Regions from separate parts of the Zea mays genome. Here region 1 is linked to region 2. Evidence: chromatin contacts called from public Hi-C data. All regions are on one chromosome and are shown on one strand. Each heading gives the region's core, a stretch centred on a gene start, on an enhancer-like site or on the middle of the called end of the contact. The rest is flanking DNA. Distances are from core to core; before and after follow the strand shown.

What was found. A called contact is a pair of places that touch in the nucleus more often than the background predicts.
Region 1: a contact with region 2 is called in a Hi-C map of ear, with 2.9 times the contacts expected there. The contact joins the promoter of LOC103637730 here to the promoter of LOC103644834 in region 2. A contact is called at or near these places in 2 of 25 Hi-C or Micro-C datasets (ear and tassel).

Annotation. Positions count from the first base shown.
Region 1 is chr1:105,257,806-105,263,990 of Zm-B73-REFERENCE-NAM-5.0, forward strand. It overlaps LOC103637730 (lysine-specific demethylase JMJ706), which reads left to right and starts at 3,368. Exons shown (of 11, transcript XM_020546447.3): 1 at 3,368-4,053; 2 at 5,299-5,677; 3 at 5,785-5,941; 4 at 6,021-6,185. The coding sequence starts at 4,051.
Region 2 is chr1:105,025,991-105,032,544 of Zm-B73-REFERENCE-NAM-5.0, forward strand. It overlaps LOC103644834, which reads left to right and starts at 1,294. Exons shown (of 5, transcript XM_020547165.1): 1 at 1,294-1,482; 2 at 1,580-2,167; 3 at 2,261-2,341; 4 at 2,427-2,578; 5 at 2,709-3,015. The coding sequence starts at 1,837. The coding sequence ends at 2,575.

The DNA of each region.
Region 1 (6,185 bases), core at 2,118-4,617, 230 kb after region 2:
AATCACTTACTCAATACAGCTTACACACAGTGGAGGTAGGGTATTACGCTCCGGTGGCCTGAACCACTCTAATCTCTCGTGTCCTCGTGTGTTCATCGACCATCCACCAGACAGGCAAACCACTAAGGCCCCTCCTCATCTTAGGATTAGGGCGGGTGCGTTCCGCCACACGGCCGGAGGATTTTCTCTCCGACAACAGTGATGAACATATGTGAGCTCACTCTTGTTGTACTCACATTCCCCCTAGGTCAAGGACATGTACTACAAGATGAGGGGCATGAAGGATGTTGCGATGAATTCCTGGAAGTTCTAGGCCGTCGTCTCCCAGTCAACTATGGTTGCTAGATCGTTGTCTTCGTATGATGTATTTATTTAACTATTTTGTACAGATCTCCATTATATATTAAAGATGTGACATTCATTTCTGTACCATGAGTCATCATATGTGTGATACTTCATCCTAGCACACATTTGACACACACCCGGGTTTGGCCCCCCTAAATCTGGGTGTGACACCTATCCACAAAACTGACCCCATTCACCCTTCATTTGCCTCGCCAACAACCCTAATTAGGTTGCTAGTTTAGGTTTTTATTGGTCAGTTTCATCATCACCATCCACTATCATTTTACAAACTCAATCTCGATAAACCAATCCAATCACCCAAACCGACCATACCCACATAACCAACCCCACCCTTCCAGCGTCTCACCAAAAACCCTGATTCGGAGTCCAAACTTAAAACGTCCATAACTTTCGCCTCAGAACTCGAATCGGGCCCATTTTTTCAAATTGCACAGAATTAACTTTCGCATCCGATTCTTTCCTATTTCTTTGGATTCGTCGTTTTTAAAATCACCAAATTCGGCTTGGAAGTACGAGATCTCATTTTTCGAACATTTATTCCAATTTTAGGGCAAACTTGCAGAAATTCCAGAGGACGCGTCTTTGCACAAAAAATATGAAACTTGGTGTGTTCCTTATGTGCTTCTATAAAAGGGGAAAATAATAAAAAATATTTGAAAAAATAAAAATCACAAAAAAATAACGATAGAGCAAAAATTAGGGAAAAAAGAAAAAGTGTAGCACATAAGCAAAAAGGGAAAAAAGAAAAAGTGTAGCACATAAGCAAAAATGCCTTTGATCTGTGCACCTCTCTATTTGTTTTGCTCCCAACTTATTTCCTTGTTGTACCTAGACCCTTCCTACCACCTTTGGGTGCCTTGGTCCAACTGTTCTAATACATTTTAGGCCAGCAACTAGGACGAGTACTTGGAACACTTATTCAACACTGCTCTCTGTTACTGACTTGTGTGCCACATATATTTATTTAGTGGGCCTTCCGAAAGCTCCACCTTTTCTCTCGAGCAGAACAGGCAATCCTTTGCAATCACACCCACGGTCTTTGGGCAGTCACACCGGCCACCGTTTGCCACCTGTAGTGATGGTAAGAACCTTGTAAGAGCAGGGTAAGACGCTTTCATAACTTGTGTTCCACCACCACACCTGAGAGTAGAATTGTGGGGTTCATATTGTTTGTTTGTTGCCTTTTGTCTCTGTTTTGTACTAACAATGACAATACCAAAGAATATGCATCGACATGTTGGAGGCTCGTCCCCCACCACAAGCTCCATCTGCTGGTGATGTAGTGATGTCTCCTGTGGAGGAGGAGGACAACGATGATGTTGATGCACCGCTACGACGACCCCTCGCACGTAATCGATAAGGTACGAGAGGTAATAGTAGACGTCGTCATCATAATCCTAAATTAGACAATGATCCATATGCTAAGATTAAGTTCTCTATTCGTTCGTTCATTGGTTCTTATGATGTTGAAGCCTATTTAGACTGGGAGATGAAGGTATAACAAAAATTTAATTCCCATCTTGTTTCTGAACGAAATAGGGTTAACAAACCACTAGTGAGTTTAAAAATTTTGCTATCATTTGGTGGAATGAACTTGTTAACGCACGTGCTGCACCACAAACATGGAATGTGTTAAAAATAGGAGATGTGACTCGCTTTGTTTCTCCTTCTTATAGATGTGATCTTCGAAAAATATTGCAACACTTAGATCAGGGAGACATGTATGTGCAGGAATACTACCAAGAACTTCAGAAAGGTATGTTGTGAGGTGGGGTAGTTGAGGATCCGAAGGACCAAATCGTTAGGTTCTATGAGGGATTGAGGTAGGAGATTCATGATATTTTTGATTACAAAGAGTATCATTTCATAAACGCTTGTTCCACCTTTCGATGCTTGCCGCAGGCATGCCCACGGATGAGAACTTGCCTACGCAGGACCTAGAGGCCCATCAGCTATACCATGTGTTTTTTCTGTGCTCCGCCATGGGATACTACCAGGTTACCCGGGCAGAGGCCCATCAGCTATTTTGTGATGATATTGCGATAGAACCAAAACCCCGTCAAACCTAAATATGAGGGTACTATCCTGTCAAACGATGACGGCAGGTATAAATAACAACCTGGTAATTATATATATATATATATATATATATATATTAATTATAGATATTAATAATTGATTTCTTGCCAATCAGTACTCCTTATCCGTAAAGCAAATCAATACCTAAAGTTGTTTTAAATTATTTTTAAAGTTTGATTGAATTCATGAAAAGTGCAAGATCTATGGCACCAAATTACCACTATAGACACACCATAAAATATAAATTCATAATGTGTTTATTTGGATCATAAGTATTTGGATTATTTTTGTATAAACTTTGTGGAACGAAAAAGTTCAATTTGTATGGAAAGAAAATATGTATTAAAAGTCGTGAATAGGTAGACTTATCCCCTAGAGACCACTCATTTAAACAAACACTGAGCCATTAAAAAAACCAGGTAAAGCCTACGGCCGGTACTAGCACAACTGTGTCCTGCGTTGGGATGTTATCGGAAGGAGGGATCAGTGTGTGTGCACGGAGCAAAATGGTCAGAGCCAGCAGTACTACTGCTGCGGAGACTTCTCTAGAGCAAAAGCAGTGTAGGGTCGTGCCTACCCGGTGGCGTGGCCAGGTGGATAGGATAGGCTGTAAAAACTGATGCACATGCAGGGAGGTGGCAGCCGTGCTTCATCCGCGCCTCTCTCTCCTCTCTCTCTCTCTGGGTCAAATGAGCAGTTAGTTAAACGCAACCACCCTGGCAACGGGGGACGAGAAACAAATGCAGAGCGGTTGCTCTGCTGTCTTCTCTTCGGCTGGAGGGTGTGCAAATGAACGACGCGGTTCCGTTAGCGGTGGGCGTTTGGTGGAACCACCTCTGAATTCTCACCCCCCGTGGGCCGTGGTCGTCCATCCCGCGGGCGCGGCCACGGGAACGAGGCGGACGGACGGGGCTCGCACGACAACCAACACACGACACGACACAACACAAGCGAGAGGAGAAAAGAAGAGCGAGCGCGGAAAGGAGGCCACGGGGCGGGCGGTCGGGCGGTAGTACCCAAGCACAACCAGCCCATCCGCGTCTCGCTCGCCTTCTCTCTCTCACACACACACACGGGCGAGTGGCGACGGCCTCTCAGCCCAGTTGCCCCCCTTTTCCGGTTCGGTTGGTTGGCTCGGCTGCGTTTTCCCCAAAACGCCCCCCCTGTTCTTGTCCATGTCGTTCGTCTTCGGTTGCTCCAACCGAACCTCCCTCCTCCCCACCCCCCATAAAAGTAACCACCACCCGCGTCTCCCCCGTTCCGTCCCGTCCCGTCCCGTTTACTCCACCCCTCATCTCTCCTTCCGCCTCCTCCCCCTTCCCCCCGCGGGTGGTCGCCGGCCACCGCCGGTGGGGCCCACTGCCCGGTGCTCCCATTGCTGGCCTGGCCCTCCCCACCGCCTCTGTCCGGCCGGCGTCGCGCGCGAAACCAACCGACCCCAAGGAGAGAGAGGGAGAGTGAGAGGAACAGGAGGAGACCGCCTGCCTCGGATCCCCGGCCTCTCCCGCGCGCCGGGGGGACCTCCGGAGGTGAATGTGGGACCTGTGCCGCCGGGGATTTCTCTAGAGGCTTCTCCGACCCACCGCCCTGCGACGCGAACGCGACATGGTGAATCCTCCCCCCCTCCTGTAGATCTGCGTCAATTTCCTCCTCCACTCGCGCGCTTTTTCCTCCAGTCGCCGCGGCAATTAATCACCACCAACACTACTACTAGTAGTATCGTATCGCCTGGTTAGTGGTTACTGTTTGATTCCTCGTCCCCCCGTCTTCCTCTGTTTTCGCCTGTTTTAACGCCAAAAACCAAACGGAATTAGATTCTCTTATATCTAGATTTCATTAATTGATTAACGGCCCAACCCGTGGATTTTGCTTCCAATTGCAACAATTCGGCAGAAAACCTCCCTAGACAGCCGTGGATTGCTTCTTGTACGTGCCAGCTTTTTCCTACCCAACTCGTTAATTTCGTCAGTTTGCCGCCTCCTGATGAATTTCTGCTCCGTCAATGCAGGAAAAGTAGGAGTCCTTTTTTTATCCGTCAGGGAAAACTCGTCAAATCCGGTCCCTATTAGGAATTAGGGCCACGTTCCCCCTCTCCCATACGGCTATTGGTTTTCACCGCTAGGGTGCTTGTTTTCGCCTCGTTTTCGTTTTGTGCTGGTAGTATATATGAGGTTGCAGAGATACTCCTGCCGAACCGCTAGTACAAGTCAAGTTACGGTTCGTTGTCCGATTCTTGACGTGTGAGCGTTTTTGTGCGCCACCTCCACCGCCCTTTTTCCACAAATTCCTTCTCCTTCGGCTTCACCACCATGGTCGTCACGCATGTGCGTAATTGCCTACTTTGACCGCGTCTGCGGTCTGCTAGGAAGATTTCTCTTCTTTTCTTTCTTCGCGGAGTAGGGGTACACGCCATTTTTTATGCGTTCTCATTACGCTGATACCTCTTAGTTCTAGTTCCGAGGAAAGTTTAGTTGATGACTTAATCATGTTTTATTTGTTACTGCTATTATCGCTAAGCATCTTGCACTGTTATGGATAATTGATTGATTATACAAGCTAGAGCGCGTGGCTGCTAAAAATCATATTGCAAACTGATTGTGACTATGGGCGTGGTAGGGAAACAACCCCAGGAATATCAACGTGCCGTGTTTGGTTTCGGTACCTACAGCTTTCTTGACTTGGTTGCCGAGTTACTGCTCTTTTGGTACTACATAAGACCAATCTGTGGTATCCAAACAATTGGTGCTGTTTCAGTCTGCTGTCTCTGTTGGTCAATGTCTACTTGTAATACCGAACTGCAGTAAATGATAGTTTTGTTTGACTGCAAAATTGACTAGTTTACCTACGCCTTAGGTGGAGGGTAGGAGCTATCTCCCTGCAGAGGTCAGGAACGGCCTCGAGACCCTGAAGCGGAGGAGGCTCGAGAGAGTGCGTTTGAGTGCTCAGAACGAAGCTGGCGACAATCCTGCTGTGGCTGCGAGAAGTGGCGGTGATGCCTTGCGGAGCCCCGCTAACTGTGGAGTCAGATTGCATTCCAACAACAGTACAGGTTTACCTGGAAATGTCCATGACAAGAGTCCTTTTGCAAAGCGCAAGGTGGAGAAGTTTGATATGTCCAACCTTGAGTGGATAGACAAGATTCCAGAGTGCCCTGTGTATTGTCCCACCAAGGAGGAATTTGAGGATCCCATTGCATATATACAGAAGATTTCACCTGAGGCTGCTAAATATGGTACAGTTGCTTTATTTAGCAAAATATGTATATGATCATTTTTCACTCATTGGTCCAATGGTCTTGCTAGACATTTTGAATAACTATGACTGTTACTTATATTTCAGGTATTTGTAAAATCGTCTCTCCTGTATGTGCGTCTGTTCCTGCCGGTGTTGTGCTGATGAAGGAACATCCCAATTTTAAGTTCATGACTAGAGTTCAGCCCCTTCGACTCGCTGAATGGGCTGAGGATGATACAGTCACTTTCTTCATGAGTGGAAGGTATGCCCACTGTTTGTCTATTTTCATTATTGCTTTAGCTCATGTTCTGAACTTCATCATTTTTGGCATGACTCTGCAGAAAGTACACCTTCCGGGACTATGAGAAAATGGCGAACAAAGTGTTCTCTAAGAAATATTCCAGCTCTAGTTGTCTCCCAGCTAGGTATGTGGAGGAGGAGTTCTGGCGTGAAATTGCTTTTGGCAAAATGGATTTCGTAGAATATGCTTGTGACGTTGATGGGAG
Region 2 (6,554 bases), core at 44-2,543:
TCGCCCGCTCGCCGTCTCGCGCGCTAGCGCCGTCGCGGCTCGCGCGCTGCTCGGCGTGCCCGCTCGCCGCTCGCCGCTCGCCGTTCGCCCGCTTCTCCCCGGCTGCTCACTCGCTTCTCCCTCTGCTCGCCGTCTCGCTCGCCGCTGCTCGCTTCTCCCCTGGCCGCTTGCCGCTGCTCACTCGCTTCTCCCTCTGCTCGCCACCTCGCCCGCTTCTCCCCTGGCCGCTTGCCGCTGCTCGCTGCCCGCTCGCTGTCCGCTTGCCGCTGCTCGCTCGCTGCCCGCTTGCCGCTCAGTGACCAGCTCCCTGCTCGCTTGCCGCTCTGTCACCACTCACCAGCGAGGCAGCGACGCGCTCGACGCTCCTCTGCTCTCTCCCCCCGCGCTCTCCTCTGCTCCCCTCTGCTCTTTCCCTCCACCGTCGCGCTCCTCTGCTCTATCTCCCCGTGTGCTCCCTCTTGCGTTGCATCTGCATCTGCTGCGTGACTACGTCCACTGCTTCACCTCCAGGTCCGGCTGCAAAATTGAAAATAACTTGTTTTAATAATATAGTTAGCTACACAATTAAAAGTGTCTTGCTTAAGTTTTGGTTTTGATGGAAATGCCTTGTTTATAGTTTTGATTGTGATGGAAGGAGGCAGTGTAGAGGGCAAGGGAAAAGAGCCATGTATTGGTGAATCATCTGCTGCAGCCTATGAATGGGTGGTTACTACCGATGGTAAGGCTTTCTAGCATTAGATTAGCACTATTGAGTTCTCACATGTAAAATGTCAATAGAAGTTTTAGTTTTCTAGTGGAAAGTCATATGCCGAATTACATTATTAATTTCATGCCACATAACTTTGTTTATTGCTTTACGTCGTTTATTTTTATATTACTAGGAACTCGCAAACAACTACAAGGTTCTATTGATGACCCATGGAGTCATGGTGAGAAGTGGAAGAAACAAGGATTCAAGTGTGCTTATTGCGGTTGTGCTAAGGAGAGTGGAGGTAAGACCCGTCTAAGATGCCATCTAGCTGGTTTGTCAGGAGATGGCAAGTCATGCCTGAATGTACCAAAGCGTGTGAGGGAGGTAATGTTGAATGACTATGCAAGAGGGAAAAAAAGGAGGGCAGATTCTAAAGAGCATAAACTCTTTGTGGACAAGGCAATTATGGATTTAGCATATAGTGATGCTAGAAGAGAACAAATACCTAGGGATGAAGCTGGACAGATGGCGTGGGCATTAAGGGAATCATTGTTGGATCAAAGGACATCTGTCAATAGCCCACCTTTAGGTAGAAGTAGCACTGGGACAAGCAATACCACCCCACCATAGTGCTATATTGGCTGTAACATTGGCAATCAAGAAGCTGGCAGACTCACCTATAGAAGCATCAATTGCAATTGATCAATTTACAAGAACATTCAGCAAAAAAGAGAAGTTATTTGGATCACTAGAGGCTCGATCCTCGGCACTTCGTGTTGATGCTAATCCTGGTAAAGTATCCTTTTCTTGTCCAAATCAACTTCTATCATTATAGTTGATTGCTATTTACAACTTTCGTTGATATTTATGTTGTTTTATTCATTGTAGCTGATTGGTGGACTTCATACGGAGGGCAATGCAAAGAATTACAGAAAATTGCTATTAAAATTGTTTCACAATGTTGTTCATCTAGTGGTTGTGAGCGTAACTGGAGTACGTTTGCTCTAGTCCATACTAAGTTGAGAAATCGCTTAGGCTATGAGAAGCTAGATAGGTTAGTTTATGTCCATTATAACTTAAAGCTTCTCATCCAACAATTTGAACTTGACAACCCCCAAGAAAAGGAGATAGATCCATATAGTGTGATGATGGATGTTGTTCTTTTTGATGAAAATAATCCAATCTTAGAGTGGTTCAGCAACTCTAGATCTGAGTCTAGACCACTCCTTGATGAATATGATGATGACAATGATGATTGGGATGCACCTGGCAGTTTTCTCATTGAAGAACTGCAAATGAGTAAATCAGATGTGGCTGCATTCAAAAGGAATCTTGGTTTTGATAAAAATAGCAGAGGGAAGAAACCAATGAGTCAATTAGATGAGGAAGAAGAGTTTGAAGATGACTATGAGTCAGAATCTCCACATGGTAGTCCATTGTATGATGAGCCATGGGATATTTGTTCTGATGATGAAGGTAATTGTGAGATTTTATTGTGATTCATTTTATCTCCATGCTAATATTTTGTTTGAAACCTGATCTGTTTCATATGTGGTGGTCATGTGTTAGGAAACAACTCAGGCGGGGTTGATTGCTTGGAAGATAAATCAGGTAGTGATGTCGGCAAGAACAAATCAGATTGTACTGAAGGTAATGGTGATTTCAATTAGTACCAACTACCAACTGTTATAATTATTTGTCAGCATGCAAGTTTATTTACAATGTTTTATTGTAGGCGGAGGTAGTGGTAGTAGAGGGGGCGCCCTTGGTGCCAGTGCGTCTGCTCCTACTAGGGCAGTGCCTAGTCTTCCACAATCGACCCATATTCGTCCAAGATCAACTAGAAAAAGAAAGCCAACACACAAGAGCGTTTATGATCTATAAAAGGTAAGCTCATGAACTTTGGTGTTCATGTGTCCAGCTTGTGCTATGGTAGTAAAAACACTCCATATATACAAAATGCTTGTGCGTGAGTGAATGGATGCATCTTCCTAAAATTCTTGTATTTGTTGTGTAGGATGTGGAAGAGAAATGACCACCGGAACATGACACACTTTTGGATAACATTATCACTTTTGTTGGAGATTCTTATTTTGGAAAGCATGAATTGATTTTCAAGTGCTTTTGTTGATGACATGTGCTTGAAAATGTACTATTTTGAATTTCTATTATTTTGATAAACTATGCTATATGCACTTATCATATTTGGACACTAGGTGGTTTGTGGTTTGATGCCAATGTGCCATGAATGTTGTAAGTTGTGATACTTAGTCATATTTTTATCTTATATATGTGCAATTGTGATGTCAGATGTATTAGACATAAGTTACAGGGAAGTTCTGGCAAAATTTTTTAAAATTTTCGAATTCATTTGAATTTGGCTTGAAATTTCTGAAATTTCCGAAATTTCCCCCATTTCGGTGGGTGCCGAATTTTTTTCCTTTCCGAAACTGTTAACCCTGCTCAGGAGTTGCGAGCTAAATAAACGATGCTCTTCTAACCGCACCCTGTTCACTTTTCACCAATGTAATGCCGCTCATTTTCACTTGATCCTCAGCCTAACCCCCACCAGAATCACCTGGGATCGCCTCACAAAAGAATCGAAAAGGTAGAGCCTGATTCATCAATCGAGGAGTTATGGAACTCTGCCAATTAGGACGTAAACTTCTATTTTCAAACCTGAAGTTTGCGGAATTTTGAATTGGGTCCGAAAGGCCTGAAAAATTCCTTCATTCAGTTCGCAGCCCATAAGATTTATCATTGGGCTGAATCTGCGTGGACCCAATGAACAAACCCTTCTTGTTCTCCCACGAGCTTCCAGCCCACTTCCTCGTACGCAGTCCTCTCTCTCTTTTCACAGGCCCAGCTCATCCCTTGAAACGCCACCGATCGACTGGCCGTAACAATCAGGTTCCATCTCGAGCTCACTTGGTCCCTCGAATAAGTTTCTAACAGTCGGTTAGCTGTGCGTTGCGATGGCTCAAAATAATACTCACGTAAATTATTTATTAAAAAGATCTTAAGATTTTTTATTGATTGTCTCCGCTCTCCGCGTAATATTTTTTTGATTCGACTAACAGATGTTGTTGTTTACTCTATCTAATATGTCTTGATACAACACGGTAAATGAAAGGATCGATTAGAAGAGAATTCACAACGACTGACTGAATAAACAGAGATTATAGAATGATATAATTCCATCATACAGAGAATAAATAAGATGAAGTTTGTCAGCTCAAGTTTTTAAAATAAGACACATGAATTCAAACTTATAAAAAAGATAGATCAAAATATGTAGTGGTTGCTAAAGTCAGGCATTAATAAAAACTAAATGCGCTCCATACAAATTATGGTACTTCTTATCAACTACTAACATTTAAAACCAACAAATAACATTTATTTTTACTGTGAGCATGACAAATCATTGTTGCTCCATCCAATTCAGCAACCTCAAACACCATGGAGTTCATTGCGTCAATGTGGTCTCAGAAACGACCTAATGCATGTAAGAGCCAAAAACACCAAGGGACGAGCACCTTGTGGTAGTGCTCGCATGGATCTCTAAATCCTAACACATATTTTGCAGGATCCATGAGTCATCATAAAAAGAATACAAACCAAATCATAAAAAGAATACAAACCACGTGCAGACAATAAATAAAGTATTAACACACCCAAAATATGTCCAATCCTTAACACAACAAAAAGCTAACACCCAAAATAATAGAGGAACAACACAATAATTTTTGCAATGACAGAAGGATGGGTACTATGAGTTTGATACAATTTGGTTTTATGACTTTATGTATTCTAATACTTGTTATGTGCTCTAATACTTGTTTTTCTGTTTTGTAATATATATATGCTCCAGGGCATTTGGTTCTTTATGACCTTTTGATGCTTTGATGTAGTGTTGGGGCGAAGGCGAACACGCCACCCTTCGCTCGACGACTTCTACTTCGCGCTGCACGAACGAAGACCGCATCCGCAGGACCCGCCAGACAGACCAAGGGCGCTGCCCATGTGGAGGCCTGTTCGGCCCCCTTCGCTTCGGTGAGACAAAATGAAGGCCCCGCGAAGACCATAAGACCTCCTCCCTCAGGGCAGGGAGAGGCCCATGTACACTTCGGCCCATGTGGCAGGGCCCCGCGTGAGCGGTGTGGGTCGGGCCGTGTCTGTAATAAAGTATATCGTAATGACTCGTTGTAACCTCCCCTCGTGGGAATATTACAGAGATAAACTAGGTAATCGAGGGTCTAAATGTCTTTGACAGGGACGGGCAACCCCTCGAGTACCTATAAATACCACCGTTCTGTGCCAGAGCGCGGAGGAGATTATCGTGGCTTTTGACATCTCGTGTTAGCGTTACAAACTCTTTCCCTTATTTCCCGTTGGATCTACCTATCTTGAAGGGCAGGTTCCAACATGTAGCTAGCCATATGTCTTTTGATATGTATAATATGGATATAGTTTTATGTGATTTGACATATTTGGTATTATTCTCTTATATAGTTTGATGTGGTTGATGTTCTCTAATACATTTGATATTAATGCTTTGACATTTTGATACATACAAGATGCTCTTTAAACAATTATGCATTTTTGATACATGATTGAATTCAATACATATGCATAGATGGTGGCATGGCTAATTTTTAATTCCATAACATGTCACAAAATCTTGTTTTGTCTATTCACTTAACATCTTTGCAAAAACAACCTTAACTTGTCATATACCTGAGCTCAAATTTCATACGTACTCTTCATGGTATATTGCTACGGATATGGACTTCCTCTCATAGCTTATGCTTAAACTTCAAAAGTTCATACAAACAAAATCCATTTAAATTATTGAAAGGGAATTAGGCTTACACCTAGTCCCTAATTAATTTTGGTGGTTGAATTGCCCAACACAAATAATTGGACTAACTAGTTTGCTCTAGTGTACAAGTTATACAGGCGCCAAAGGTTCACACTTAGCCAATAAAAAGACCAAGTATTGGGTTCAACAAAAGAGCAAAGGGGCAACCGAAGGCACCTCTGGTCTGGCGCACAGGACTGTCCGGTGTACCACCGGACATGTCCGGTGCACCACCGGACATGTCCGGTGCACCACCGGACATGTCCGGTGTACCAGAGGACTCCAACTCAAACTCGTCACCTTCGGGAAATTCCAGAGGCGACTCCGCTATAATTCACCGGAATGTCCGGTGTACACCAGACAGTGTCCGGTGCTCCAAGGAAGAGCGGCCTCAGGAACTCGCCAGCCTCGGGAATTCGCTTCGGCTGCTCCGCTATAATTCACCGGACATGTCCGGTGTACACCGGACTGTCCGGTGTAACAGCGGGGCAACGGCTACTTCAGGCGGCAACGGCTACCTGCAGCGTATTTATTGCGCGCCAGCGCGCGCAGAGGTCAGGCACGCCCATGCTGGCGCACCGGACACTCTACAATACATGTCCGGTGCACCACCGGACATCCAGACGGGCCCAGAAGTCAGAGCTCCAACGGTCGGAACCCAACGGCTTTGGTGACGTGGCTGTCGCACCGGACATGTCCGGTGTGCACCGGACTGTTCGGTGCACCATTCGACAGACAGCCCCACCAAACGGCTAGTTTGGTGGTTGGGGCTATAAATACCCCCAACCACCCACCATTCATTGCATCCAAGTTTTCCACTTCTCAACTACTTACAAGAGCTCTAGCATTCAATTCTAGACACACTCAAGAGATCAAATCCTCTCCCAAAATTCCACACAAAGCTTTAGTGACTAGTGAGGGAGATTTGCTTGTGTTCTTTCGAGCTCTTGCGCTTGGATTGCTTTCTTCCTTCTTGATTCTTTCTTGCGATCAAACTCACTT